Regions from separate parts of the Sus scrofa genome. Here region 2 is linked to region 1. A link is a contact called in public Hi-C data. All regions are on one chromosome and are shown on one strand. Each heading gives the region's core, a stretch centred on a gene start, on an enhancer-like site or on the middle of the called end of the contact. The rest is flanking DNA. Distances are from core to core; before and after follow the strand shown.

Region 1 (7,305 bases), core at 1,217-3,716:
TTGATCCCTGGCATCCCTCAGTGGATTGAGAATCCCACGTTGCCAAGAGCTTGTGGTGTAGGTCGCAGATATGGCTTGGATCTCTCGTTGCTGTGGCTGTGCTGTAGGCTGGAAGCTACAGCTCTGAGTCTACCCCTAGTCTGGGAACTTCCATATGCCACAGGTGCAGCCCTAAAAAGCAAAAAAAAAAAAAAAAAAAAAAAAAAAAAAAAAAAAAAAACTTAAATAGGTAGGTTTAATTCTGTGGATAAAGAGTTTGAGAACTGAGAAAAAGGTTAAATATTTTTTCTAAAAAATTGGCATATAGTTGACTTATATTAGTTTCAGGTGTATAGCATGGTGACTTGATATGTTTATACATTATGCACCAAAGTTATTGTGATATTATTTACCGTACTGCTGGTACTGATCATTACATCCTGTAACTTATTCTTTTTTTCTTATAGCTTACCAAATAAAATATAGTGTGCTCAGTTAAACCTAAACCTCAGATAAACAGTGAATGATTTGTTAGTATAAGTATGTCCCAGTGGTGCTTGGAACATACTTATACCAAATCGTACTAACTGTGTATATGAAACTCAGTTAATATTTTAAAATATATGCTGTCACCTTTTATTGTTGAAATAGTATTTTCATTTCTATGAAAAGTCCTAAGAGATGATGTAACGATAGGCCACAGAATATTTTTTTAAAAAAACAGTTGTTCTATTAGTGTCTTTGCAAAGTCAGATTTAGAGGAAGGTTTAAGTCGTACTCGTTAGTTTACTGGAGAGTACCTAGCACTTGGAATGAATCTGACACTGCTTGGGACGGAGGGCTGGGGACACAGAGGAGACTGCGTGCCCACAGAAGGCTCACTCAGCAGGGGACATGGTCACAGAGTGGTTGCAGTGCCTCCAGAAAACCCTTCAGGGCAGATTTGCATTAGTACTTTGAAGGCCTGGAGCAAGATGGAAAGACGAGCAAGATGACTTTTTCCTCGAAGGATGAGTAGGAGGTGTCCAGGAGACGGCAAAGGAGTGGGATTCTGGGTAGACATGAAAGCAAGAGAATGCGGCAGTCAGGGCTCTGTCATACAGGGCACGGTGTCCCACAGAGAAGCTGGGGCATCATTCCGGCTGCCGTTGGAAGAGCAGAAGGATGTTGGTAACATGCGTCTGATTCCGTACTTGGAGGGAGATCTCTTCATACAAATCGCTGAATTTTTTTTTTTTCCTTTTTACAGCCTCACCTGCGGTATATGGAAGTTCCCACACCACGTGTTGAATCAAAGCTTCAGCTGGTCGAATCAATCTATACCACCGCCACAGCAACTCAGATCTGAGCCACATCTGCAACCTTTGCTGCAACTTACAGCAACACCAGATCCTTAACCCACAGATCGAGGCCAGGGATCAAACCCATATCCTCACAGATACTACGTTGGGTCCTTAACCCACTGAGCCACAACGGGAACTCTAAACAGCTTAATTTTTAAATGCTGTTGTACAAGGCACACAGGAACTGCTTTAACAATAATAGACAACAGCCCCCCCCAAAAAAAATAAATAAAAGGAAGAGGAAAAATGTATTTACTGAAAAAGTGTAATAGAAACTGCATCCCTCTAGCCTCTTTTAAAAAGTACAGAGCAATGCTTGGCTCTGAGACTTGGCGAAGCAATGAACCACCTTGACACTGACGCCTCCCTGGGGATGAAATGCCAAGAAAGCCTCAGGTTGCCGTAGAGACCTCAGCATAACTGCCCCATCGGCCTTTCTGGCTTTTTTTCAATCCATGGACATCAGGAAACATCAGCCATTTAGACTGTAAAGTAGTTTTGAAAGAGTGAGCTTCTCTCTGTTGGCACTGTTTCAACCAATCCATCTTCATCTTTTCCAAGACAGCGATGTCTTAAAACTGGCCTGAGCCCTGGAAAGGTTCATTACCACTCAAGGAGCCAACAGAAGTGCATCCAAACCAGAGGGGAGACGGGGTGGGATAAGAGAGCAGTGCTGAGTGCAGATCTCTTATTTGATTTTATTCTAACAAGATGGTCATATGGCACCTCTCATCAGGGAAATGCAATAATTTGATTCAAAAGCAACTCAGACATGACTCACAATAAAAAAGTAAACAGGCGGAACTGAACAGAAAATGGCAAGTTGTCAGCAGAGAACGGATGGAGACTCTCGGGAGAACAACGAACCCAGTGGAAGGGCCGGTTTGCTCACGTTGCTACCAAAAGGGAGCCAGTCTCTCTCCCACATGGAGAGCCAACCCCCTGAGCAAGATCAGTGATTTACCAGGACTGAGAAAGGAGAGGGTTGTACTCAGGGAGGCGGGGTTGAGCCATCCACCCCTGCCTTTATCACCTGGAATGAAAAGGAAAATTCTCCAGCTCAGCTGCGAGCCAGGAGGCCCCGCCCTGGACCTGGCAGCATTACAGCTGCAAACTGCTCCCAGCTGCTGAGTGGGACAGAGGGCGTCCTAGCCTCACAGGCGGCCCTGCAGAGTTGGAGAGCCAATTCCTGCCCCTCTGGCGTCCCCAGAGGGCCTTCTTTAGTCCTCAGTTTTTGGACTGATCCCAAGTGTCTTTGGGATCCAAGCAGAGAAACGTTGACCTTCTGCAGGAAAATGGTTGTGTCCTTCTGAGAGGAAGTATGTTGCCCTCATTGTAAAATTAAGATCAAGGAAGGACAGCAATTTAAAACCACGTCCACCAAGTGCCTCCTGGAAAACACAGGTGGTACTATTTCATTAGCCAATAATCAATGTCGTTCGGGAGCACAAACATTTATCTTCCAGTCATGAGAGCCGAACTGTATAAAGCTAAGTAATTCCTGGCCGCTCCTCTTCAAAAAATACATGTGTGTGTACATACATACCTAAAGGTATTTAGAAAAGCGCTACCCTGACCGCACCTGCTTTTCTCCTGTGTGTTTCTCTAGGACATGAACACACGTGATTAATTTTATAATTGAGTGTGGAGATTGTTTTTGTGCTCAATTTAAACTTGAGGATTGGAGACTTTATGCTAGAATCTTCAGGCTTAAGTATAACTTAAGCGTTTTTCCAAGGAACCTGGATTTTAAAAAAACGAAAAACAAAAAAAATGTAGCTCGTTGGAGATCTTTTTAAAATATGTGGATTGTATATTTCCCCCTCTCATCTTTCCCTCTGTTTTCTAAGTAAAACAGCCAATTTTGGTAAACAGAAGCCCAGTGTTCTATTTGATGCCTTTGTCTGTATTTGACAATGTGTGGCAAGCCAAGACGGTATTGTTATTAAAATGTCTCACTTGACCTCCAAAATCAGTGAAAACTGGAAAGAGAAAACCACTCCCTGAAAACCACCTCCTCCCCACGGAGGCTGCAGTTCTCATTCCTGTTGAAAGGCTCTTAGTCAGAAAGGCCATCAGCTGGGAAGACAGGCCAGCATCCTCAGGTGAGCAGGCTGCAGCATGGGCAGGAGGGTGTCCGTGCTGGCTTCTGCCCGGTGGGGGGCTAGTGGGCAGAGAGGGAATTGCAGGTACAGGTATGTCTAGAAAAGTTCTAAGGACTGGGCCCAGCGGCCCCCTTGCTTGGTTTTGAGAACAGAGACGGGGGCGCAGGTGGAACAAGAGGTGCTTTGTGTTCTGTACCTGCTGGAACCATTGTGACCCAGCTGGGCTGTGCTTGTGCGTGGTCCACAGTGGAGGCGCCCCCTCGGCTCACCTCCAGCCCACACACTTTTCAGATGTGCTTTTCCACTCCCTTTTCATATTCTGAGGCACCAGCTGAGTCCATCAATCGCCACAATCAATGCAGGTTATTTTCTGTCCCACAGGATACAAAACAAACAAAACAAAACCATTGAAAGCCAAGGATGGGGAGTTTGGGGAGCCTTGGCGAGCGCTGCAAATACATTAAGAATCGCAACAGCTGCGCCTGCAATGGCTGCAGCAGCCAAGTGAGTTTTGACATGTTTTTTTTTTTTTCTTTTAATTATTATGGTGATGCTGAGCCAGGTCCATAAGAAAATGATAAAAATTCTAACTGGAATTTTGAGGCTGCTTCTCGCTGTTTGGGGCAAATCAAGTGAACCTGTTTATGAATACTTTGTCAGTAGATGAAAATTTCTGCAGATTTTTAAATAACGCAACAGAGACAGTTGATTTTACTACGAATACTTGGTAGATTTTTTTCTAACCTGCGAATATAAAAGTGCCTGTGTTATTCGTTGAATGCGCCGTGTCATCGTGCTTGCTTTCAAGGCCTCGTAAGTGTTAGCCGATTTTTTTTTTTAAATCCAGTCTCCTTTTGCCCCACCCCTGATAAGATCATGGACTCAGAAAACTTCAGAAAATTTGGTGAAAAACTATTTCCCACAATTTTCCATCCTCCTTCTGAGATTCGTGGTGGAAGACCTTTTCTAGTTTGTGTGAAGTCCGTTTGTCGGCCCTCTGGTTTCCATGTTGAAGGGGTCATTAGAATTTTCTTTATGTCCCCTGGAGGAGTCAGGCACCGTCCCCACTTGTTGACATGCTTTTAGTGTCAGATGGCGTTAGCCTCAGGACGGGGCCCAGAGGGGACTGCCAGGGTGCCTGTGCCCCAGCACCTGCCACCTTCTGGCATGCCTGGCGTCAGCTGGATGCTGTCATTCCCCACTACCTCGGCCCATCCGGCTTTGACAGTGTCACCTTGCCCGCCCTCACCCTCCCCTCCAGTCAGCAGCGCCAGCCCTGCCTACCTCCCCACTCGCCTTTCCAGTTCCGCCCCTCCCTCCCGAGCCCACTAGCCACCCGCATCTCCTGCCCACACCCTGGAAACAGCCCCTAGCTCATCATTTAATCTCCCCTTTCAAATCTGTCCTCCACTCTGCATCCACCTTTCTTTGTGAAACCTAGATGTTAGCCCATTTAACACCAAAAGAAACCCGCTCTGGAATCTTTGCGATGATAGGAACCCCCTGAGCAGAGCCACTCGGTGTCCAGGATGTGGCCCCAGCCTTGCTCCAGGCTTCAGTCGTAGCTGCAGCTGCCTCCCTCCCTGAGCCTCAGGGCCCAGCTCCTCTGGGTTACTCACCATCTCACACCTAAACACCTAAGCACCTAAGCACCTTGCTCTCGCTAGGCCCCTTCTGGTCATGGATTCTGTCCGGAGTGACTCGCAGCTCCTCCATCACCTGCCAGATCCCTTCAGACCCAATGCAGGTGTTACCTCCTCCTGAGGCGTCCCCACCCCCAATCTCCCAGTCAGAGAGACCGTCTGTCCACAGTCTTATCACAGGCAATGATAATATAGAGGGCAATGTAATATTGATCATGTAGTAGGCACTTCGGTAATTGATAATTCAATAGGCAGTGTAATAATTGCTAATACAGTGGGCAGTGTGATAATTGATGATAGCTTGAGCAATGTGATAAGTGATAATGCAGTGGGCTATGTAATAATTGATAATGCCGTGGGCGATGTAATGATAATGCAGGGGCCAGTGTAATAATTGATAATAGAGTGGATAGTATATTAACTGATAATGTGGTAAGCTACATAGTAATTGATTATTCAATAGATATTTGAGAAACAGTACTAAATATGTTACTTTACATTTGTTGCACTAATTTCAGTGAATTTCAACACATACATGCCTAGGAGGGGGAATGAAATTAAAGAGGGAGAGCACTGTTAAAAATACCCCCTCAGAATGGTACAGACCATCGTTTAGGATCGAGTGGGTGAGCAGCGCCCAACCAGGAAAACACCGTGCTGACCAACCTGAGCCTCACCCATACCCACCACTTAAAATCAGGAAGCATGGCATGCTTCCGTGGGATCATTTTACTTGCTGAATGCCAACCATGTGTTTTAAAATTGAAGATCAATGTCTTTATTCCATGTTTGCTCTAATTTCTTTTTTAACCCCCAAAGTGACTAGTGCAGAATTATCTAGAGCGTTTCATATCATGACTGTTTCAAGAGAGAAACTATATATCATCCTGCACAGAATCAAAGCTCATAAGAGTGATTTGTGTTATCATGGATGTGTTTTGGGGGGAGCAAGCTTTTGAGGGATGGGCTTTTTGTGGAATCTTGCTTGATTCCTAGAATTTGGATGACAGTGTTGATGGTGCCTGCCTTGGTGTGACACCTCATGGGCTAGCAGTCTATATAGATGCCCACACAGAGAAATAGAAAGACATATCTAGCTCTTGCTAAGCACAGTGTTTTACATTATAATCATACCCAGGTGCCGTTTGGGAGTGGTGGGATTTACTCCATAGTCTGTTGACTCCAGAGGCCGTGTTCCTCCCGCTACCCCATGTAACTTCCTCAGGCAACACGCAGAAACACAGACCTGCAGAAGTCAGCCTTGTGTTCTGTTGATGTGACTTGGGATTTCATGGCAGGGGCGTTGTTTTCCTCCGTGCAGTTTTATTTGCTTTGAACTGTTCTGTCCTTTGGCAGAGGACCCAGCCAACTCTGGTTCATTTCAACTTCTCAGCAGTAGCAGATGCTGCCCGCTAAACCCGCTCAGCAGCCCAGCTCCAAGAGCGAGGTCACTCCGACATGACTCCTCTCCTGCTCTAGTTTCTCCTGGTCAAGTAATACAGGAAAATTACTCGGCAGATAGCAGGCAGCCTGGCTTGTCCAAAACCCACCAGGACCAGGGATAAGCTAAAGTCGAGCTGTGGCTCTGGAGTCAGAGACCCCATGGGCTGCCTCCTTGGATTGTTGCATCACTGCCAACCAGCCCCGTAGAAGGAGGGAGAAGACGAGGTGTAGACGTGACATAAGCTGCGTGCAAAAGTGCAGGGTTATCTCAGAAATTCTCTCTGGAAGAGGCTGAGTCTTTTTTGCAGTGAGATGATACAACATATAGGGGACAAGCTTGGATCGGACCTCCAGGCAGAACCAAGATAACACCTCTAAGCTTTGACTAAATGATGCACAGAATAACCAGTTAAAAAGGCAATTTTTTTTTTTTTTCAAAGAAGGAGCACTGGGAAGAAGAAAGGACAGTGGATGGGCATTTAGAGGCCTGGGTCCCAAGTCTTTGACCTGTCATGTCATTGAAGAGTCTCGCTGAAACCCTAACCCCAGACCCCTGAGTGAACCACTTCCCAGAAGCAGCTGGATCAGCTGTGATGACCAAGCGCTCGATGGATATCTCTCCGTCATTACTCAAGCCATCACCTTGATGATGCCAAACCCCTGCTTTGTTGACGTTGCCCCATGGGTGGGGTGTTTTCCAGTGGGCACCCCTAACCAGCTGCCCGAGAACAGTAGCCTGCCCATTACTTGGGACCCACGAGCAGTTCCCTGGCCCTCTCTTGCCAGTTTTGA
Region 2 (7,305 bases), core at 1,452-3,951, 210 kb before region 1:
CTATTTTTAGAAATATGTTCTGGCATCAGTGATGCCTGTAAGATTGGATAAGGCAGATGAAGGTGGACATTCTGCACTAAGTGACTTTTTAGGGTCCCTTCATTGTTTGAGATGCATCCTGCTGTCCTCCTTTCTCTTGGTACCACTGCCAAAATAACTTTCCTAAAATCTCTTTTGTGAAGTCAGTTCCTGCTCAGAAGCCTTCAGGGACTCCTGTCTCACAGGTTAAATACAGAAGCATTCGTCCTTCTTGTCTGAGTTCATCTTCTTTTCACTGTTCTCTCTTACTATTTTCCCTTAAGACATTTCTGTTCCTATGGGTGTGATTAACTCACAGACCTCTCAAGTATGTCCCGGTACTTCATGCCATCCTGGTTTTGATGTCAGCAGCCTCAGAGCCTAGCCAGACTCTCTTTGTTACAGAAGACTCAGCTCACAAAAGAGGATTCACCATATTGAAAAAAGCAGGGGTTGAGAAGGAGATGTGAAAATGCTTGCATTACAATTCTCCCTAGGCTGGGCACATACTGAGGGTCAGAGAACTTAACAGACTCATTGAAGATGGAGAGGTGGAGTTGGGGGTGGGGGGTAGGATATGAACTGGAGATGTTGGGCATCTCATACTTTGAGACTAAAGACATCTCTGGACCTGACAGTCAAAAAGAAGAGGCAGGGAGAGGCTTGGCATTTTTTGAGCCAGATTGACTTTAATGTGGCTCATAAGGACACAAAGGCATAGACTGTAGGAGGTGAAGGGCAGGGGAAAGCTGGGTGCTAGAGGTGACCCTCATGGGGAAGATGTTTGGACCCCGTCCAAGTGACTCGGCAACAGTATCCTGAATGTGAACTAAGTGGTGTTAAAAAAACAAGTCAGGAGTTCCCATCGTGGCTCAGAGGAAATGAATCTGACTAGCATCCATGATGACTCGGGTTCAATCCCTGGCCTTGCTCAGTGGGTTAAGGATTTGGCGTTGCAGTGAGTTGTGGTGTAGGTTGCAGATGTGGCTCGGATCTGGCGTTGCTGTGGCTGTGACATAGGCCGGCATCTGTAGCTCCAATTTGACCCCTAGCCTGGGAACCGAGGGTGCAGCCCAGAAAGCAAAAAAAAAAAAAGCAAATACATACATAAATAAAGTCCATATGAGGCAAAGAGGCACAAGAGATTAAAATATACGCAGTACTATATATGAAATGGATAACTAATGAGGACCTACTGTATAGCACAGGGAATTCAATATCTTGTAATAATCTATAATGGAAGAAAAGAATATATGTGTGTGTGTGTGTGTTATATATAATACTACATATGTGTAACTGAATCAGTTGTACACCTGAATTCACACAACATTGTGAATCAACTGATATTTCAATAAAAAATTTTAATGAAGGAAAAAATAGGCACAGAAGAGCCCAACCCAAGATCCTTTCTGATAATCCAGGATTTGAGGAGGAGGAAAGTCTCTGGATTTAGGAAAATCCAGATTGAAATAAATGGAGTGTCTTCCAACAGAGCAGGTTCTCCAGAGGGTCTAGGGGAATATCAGGGGCTGTAGCGTAGGGGGTCTGGGTTGGGCGGAAACTGTACAAGGAGAGCCAGGGTATGTACAGTTCTGGCAGGAAGGCAGATGGGAGACGAGTGTTGGCGGTGCAAAACCCCAGCTGATGTATCAGTGCCCAAACCCCTGGACCTGGCTGCCCCCTGGCAGGGGGAGAGAAGGCAGGTGACCTTGCTTGGGAGAGTGAGACTGACTGGGATGTTTCCTGCTATGCAATTCTTCACGACCAACCATCTGTAGCCTTTAGTACCAGGAAACAAACAAACACCCAGAAACCTCTGCTATGATTTTTCTTCATTCCATTAAGTTTCTTTTAACCCATTTTGACTCATTTAAAGGTTTGGTCATTTCCAGTGAGTTCTGCCACCATTTCTTTGTGCCAAGTCAGTCTTTGCCCAACGCAAACGAGTGTAGCCTGGAGGGGACTTTTGCCTACATATGGAACGTTTTGACAATGTCCTACTCTGGTCTTTCCACCTTAACTTTCAAATGCAGAGGCCTCCTTGAGCTGTTAGTAAATGTTGTTAGAGGTGATGTGCAGGGTTTGGGGTGCTGAGGAATTCAGCAGGATGATCAAGAGCCGCATACCCTGTTGGTAACAACTAATGACTGCATGTTAACTGTTGGGTAACCCCCTTCACCATTCAGAGAAGAAATATACATTTATTAGCACTTGACTTAAAATGACCAAATTAAATGACATGGATTTTTTTCCCCTCGTATTTCACTTTCCCTCTCTTGGAGAAGAAAATCAGGGCTTGCTGTTGCCGTGGTTTCCTTTTCTATACTTCTGGAAACTCTGGTGGATGGGTCTGTGCGGTCACCGTTGCCCTGGGCAAGGAGAGGTGGCCCTGAAGTAACGCTGACGCGAGCTGCCCGAGGTACAATAGTGAATTCTCACCTCTTTCAGAGCGGTAATTAGACCTCTGGTCGTTGTTTTTTTTTTTTTTTTTTTCTAGATACAAAGTTTTCTTTATCGATTCCATCCAACTCTGGGAAATGGTTCATCCGCTTTTATTTCAAGGGTTATTTTAGAAATGCTTTTTCTGTTTGGTTTCCTGAAACCCTGGAGGGTATCCGTTTCTACAGCAGAGAGTCTAGAGAAATTCTCTGAAATGGTTGCTTTGCTGCTTCCAGGAGTCCCTGTGACCTTCCACCCGCTTCCAATGACACTATCTTTGTTCTTGGCCTGAGCACCTCTGTCATATCTGGAAATGCTTTCTGTTGACAGAGGGCATCAATTCCTTGACTGGCGTGTCTCTCAAATAAAGTGGGTTTTTGTTTTACTCAGAGCGTGTAAACACAGAAAAGAACCTGACCGCTCAAGGGTGCGTGGCGGCTGCCTCCGGGGGCTCCCTGGGGAGGGAGGGTCCAGCCTTGGTGGGGTGGCGGCAAAAGTCCTTCATCAGCCGGGGCCCCTCCCAGCAGGTGCAGGTCTCTGTCCAGCAGAAGGGAGGCCAGGCTCCGTGGGCAAATACTCATGGTGATGGCAGCACTGTTCTCCGTGTACCCATGTAAGGACCGGCTCAGTGTTCAAGAGTATGAATACATTCAGAAAGCAGCACAAAAAAAATAGTGTTCAATAAGCGAATTTTTTTCCTTTGTAGCAGCCGGAGTCCTAGACGTCAATCTCTTTGAGTTTAGAAGATCCAGTTCCTGACTCACCGCCCTTAATTAACCTCTGATAGAGCAAGGCCCGCGCCTGCAGAGATGGTGGTAGAGACGGTGGAAAGGGCCTCATGTTCCTTAGGGGAGGAAATCCACTGGGGCTTCTGAAAGGTTTTCTGTAGTTTCAAAAACATCCAACCGTAGGAGTTCTATCACTCTATTTATAGAGATGATCCTCCTTAGCGTTAAAAACTTAGGCCTTTCAAGAGAAAAGTGTGAATATATGCTTTAAGTGCAGAGTTCTTTTACATCCATTAGTGACAATTATATCTAAACACACCATCTCGAAATTCAAGACTTCGTCATAAACAAATTTCAGTGAAAATGAAAAAAAAAAAAAAAAAAACTAAGATGTTAGTATCATTCAAGCTTTTCTTCTTCTTTAACAGGGACAGTATTATAAAAATGAAGTTTTAGGAGTTCCTGTCATGGCTCAGTGGTTAATGAATCCGACTAGGAACCATGAAGTTGAGGGTTCGATCCGTGGCCTTGCTCAGTGGGTTAAGGATCCGGCCTTTCGGTGAACTGTGGTGTAGGTCGCAGACATGGCTCAGATCCCACGTGGCTGTGGTGTAGGCCGGCGACTACTGCTCCAATTAGACCCCTAGCCTGGGAACCTCCATATGCCACAGGAGCAGCCCTAGAAATGGCAGAAAGACCAAAAAAAAAAAAAAATGAGGTTTTATTTCCAATGTAGATGATTTAATTACATTTTGAAGATATTGGGAAATTCCTTTCCAGACTGCTGGAATAGAACAAATTAATATTGGGCCAATTTTTTTTTAATTACCTATCATCAGGAATTTAGATAATCAAACTTTTAGAAATATTGTCATAATTAATACTTCAGCTTACATGCGTGTGTGTGTGTGTTTTAATTTAGAAAGCCTGTTTTAAGCTACATATTCAGTTGTTTATGGTAATCAGGCAGTCTTTTGACGGGAAATTTTACTTTTCATATTTTGTCATTTCAAAGATTTTTTTGTTTTTGAAGAAGTGATATTCTCCTGGATTAGTGAATTGTTAAAAAGAACATCTCTTCTGTCTACATATTTTTTTTCTTTTTTGAAGAAAGCAACCATTTGTATACCCACACAGTTAAGAGAAAAAGTGCAAGTGTTACAGGATAATTAGAACTGTTAAGATAATTGCCTTTTATGGATACATGATGCTTCAGTTGTTTATGCTAAATGATGTAAAAGTGTGTATTAGATGAAAGAGTAACGCATAAAATATATCTAAATACAAGGGAAATTGCATTGTTTGAAAATATGTAGATAGGTCTAATTTAGGAAAAAACAAGGACTACATATATATGTATATATATGTACATATATATGAATTGAGAGATTATATGCGCACACACACTTATATACATACACAACAAATACACCAAAATAAGTCTGTACTTAGTGTCACAACTTTGTGGTGGAAAACAAATGAGATTTGTCCTTTATAAAGTTTGTACTTTCCCTTGCATTTCTAATAATTTATTGCCATAAATCCAGAGGAATTTGTCAATTACAGAATTAATTTTTCATGCTCCAGGAGTTCCCTGTTGCCTCAGAGAAAAGACTTAACTTATCCCCGCCCCTCACTTTATTTTTTTATGGACTTAATTGATATTTATAGATGATTCCATCCAAAAATAGCAGAATACACATTGTTCTTCTCAAGTGCACGGGGGACATTCTCTAGGATAGATCACATGCTGGGCCCTGCCCCTCACTTTAGATGTTTGAGAGCATTGTTTGGTTCATGAACAAAACTCATTCTTGGGCAGCTTATTGAATTTCAGAAATTGTCCTTTTCTGTCTTCCCTTGTGGCGCCAGCAGGTTAAGGATCTGGCGTTGTCATTGCTGTGGTGTGGGTTCGATCCCTGGCCCAGGAACTTTGGGATGCCACAAGTGCGGCAATAAATAAAAAATGAAATAAATAAGTAAATAAAAGAAATTGTCCTTTCCAGGGAATCCATATTTTTGCCAGTAGCCTAGTGAGCCACCCACCACTGACTCAGTCATAGCAAGAAAGGTCACCACGTCTCTACATGACAACAAATCCAGGGGCTACAGTCCCTGCCCAGCATGAAGTCCCCCTAGAAGGAATGGGTTTAAGACAAATGAACAGTGGTTGCACAGAGTAGTTCCATAGTTAGGTTTTAAATACCATTTTATTTTCAGATTTTTAATTAAAGTATAATTGATTTACCATGGTTGTGCCAGTTTCTGCTGCATGGCAGAGTGACTCAGTTACACATATATGTACATTCTTTTTTTATATTCTTTTCCCATCACGGTCTCCCCCGGGAGATTGGATATAATTCCCTGTGCTGCACAGTAGGACCTTGTTGTTTATTCATTCTAAGTGGAATAGTTTGCATCATCTTACCCCAGACCCCCAGTCCATCCCTCTCCCCCTTGGCAACCACAGGTCTCTTCTCTATGTCTGTGAGTCTGTTTCTGTTTTGTAGGTGAGCTCATTTGTGCCATATTTTAGATTCCATGTGTAAGCGATATCTATCCCATTTTATTTTAAAAATGACTGAAAATAAATATGCTTCTCAAACTTCTTGGGGATTTTTGGTATTAAATGAAGTCATCTTCTCATTTAAAGCTGTTTATAGTCAATTCAAAATATGAAGCACAGCTTCAAATTCAACAGAGAAATGTGCCCACCCTTTGACTAACACACAGGGACTGAGTCTTTGGCCATCTAACCATTGCAATTGACAAGCTACCTTACTTGGCTTGGTATAAGAGTCATTGGATTAATTTCGAGCAAGACTTTTCCGTGGATCTGATGACAAGAATGCTTAAATACTTAAGTGTAGGGGGAAAAAAAAAGATCTCTATACAGATGCTGCTAAATTTTGAAAGAGGATTACTACTAATTATTTTTGGGATAAGTATGGAATTGAGCATTTATCATTTTAAAGCCTTTGAATTGGAATGATAATAGAAAATGCCACTTCCCCTCCTCTCTCCACCCCGAAATAAAAGCCCTACAACTTTTAGGTACCTAGCGATAAGACCATTTGAATTTACCAGAATTAACCTGGGAATGAATCCTGGAGTTAGGAAGCTCCTGAGGTAGATTAGTCCTCAGGGTATCATCCAGTAACAAGAGACAGTGCCTGAAATGTCTTCTGAGAAGCATAGCTTGTTAGCTGGGATGCTCTGTGTGTGTAAACACCAAAATGGATTTTTGTTTTTGTTTTTGTTTTATTTGGGGACCGCACCCACAGCACATGAAGTTCCCAGGCTAGGGGCTGAATCAGAGCTACAGCTGCTGGCCTATGCACCACAGCCACAGCACCATGGATCCAAGCCGAGTCTGCGACCTACACCACAGCTCATGGCAACACTGGATCCTTAACCCACTGAGGGGGCCAGGGATCGAATCCACGTCTTCATGGATACTAGTCAGGTTCATTACCAGTGAGCCACAATGGGAGCTAAACTTGAGATGGTCCTGAAATGCTTTCACCAGGAAAAGAAATAAGTGATGGAGGGGATGGATGAGTAGACAAGGAGAGAAGAGAGAAGAAGGACTCTGATAGCTGATGGGAGCAAAAGGATAGCTTTTGCTCTTGAGGATTGGCTGTAAAGACCTTAATTTGCCTCACTTAAAAAAATCATTAAAAAAGGGTTATCTGTTCCTTCTGGAAGCACATTCTTTCTGGTGCATCCAGAAGGTACTGATTTCTTCCTTGGGTGGGGACAAGAGAAAACGGGAGGCAAATGTGTGGGGATAGAAGCTCAGTGACAAGAGGAGAGGTGACAACAGGGTGACTCAGACCAGCGGTATGTAGTTCATGCAGCTGCTGACACCACTGGATCACTAGAGATGCACATTCATTTTTTTACTGAAGTTGCTTTACAGTGTTGTGCTAGCTTAGGTGTACAGCAGAGTGAATCAGTTATACATACACATAGATCTATTTTTTTTTTTTACAGATGCTTTTCCCTTATAGGTTCTTACAAGATTTTGAGTGTAGTTCCCTGTGCTATATATAGGAAGACCTTATTATCTCTTTTATATGTAGTACTTTTTATATGTTAATCCCAAACTCCTAATTTA

What was found. A called contact is a pair of places that touch in the nucleus more often than the background predicts.
Region 2: a contact with region 1 is called in a Hi-C map of heart right ventricle, with 2.2 times the contacts expected there. The contact joins two enhancer-like sites. A contact is called at or near these places in 2 of 47 Hi-C or Micro-C datasets (fetal heart ventricle and heart right ventricle).

The regions. Positions count from the first base shown.
Region 1 is chr6:99,484,947-99,492,251 of Sscrofa11.1, reverse strand. All of the region lies in intron 21 of PTPRM (receptor-type tyrosine-protein phosphatase mu), which reads left to right. Among named protein-coding and RNA genes, the nearest start is that of RAB12, 240 kb to the right of the region's middle. Within about 2 kb of position 2,466, at least 18 of the 83 cell types and tissues checked have an H3K27ac peak or open chromatin away from gene starts, as enhancers often do.
Region 2 is chr6:99,697,022-99,704,326 of Sscrofa11.1, reverse strand. All of the region lies in intron 7 of PTPRM (receptor-type tyrosine-protein phosphatase mu), which reads left to right. Among named protein-coding and RNA genes, the nearest start is that of PTPRM, 390 kb to the left of the region's middle. Within about 2 kb of position 2,701, at least 1 of the 83 cell types and tissues checked has an H3K27ac peak or open chromatin away from gene starts, as enhancers often do.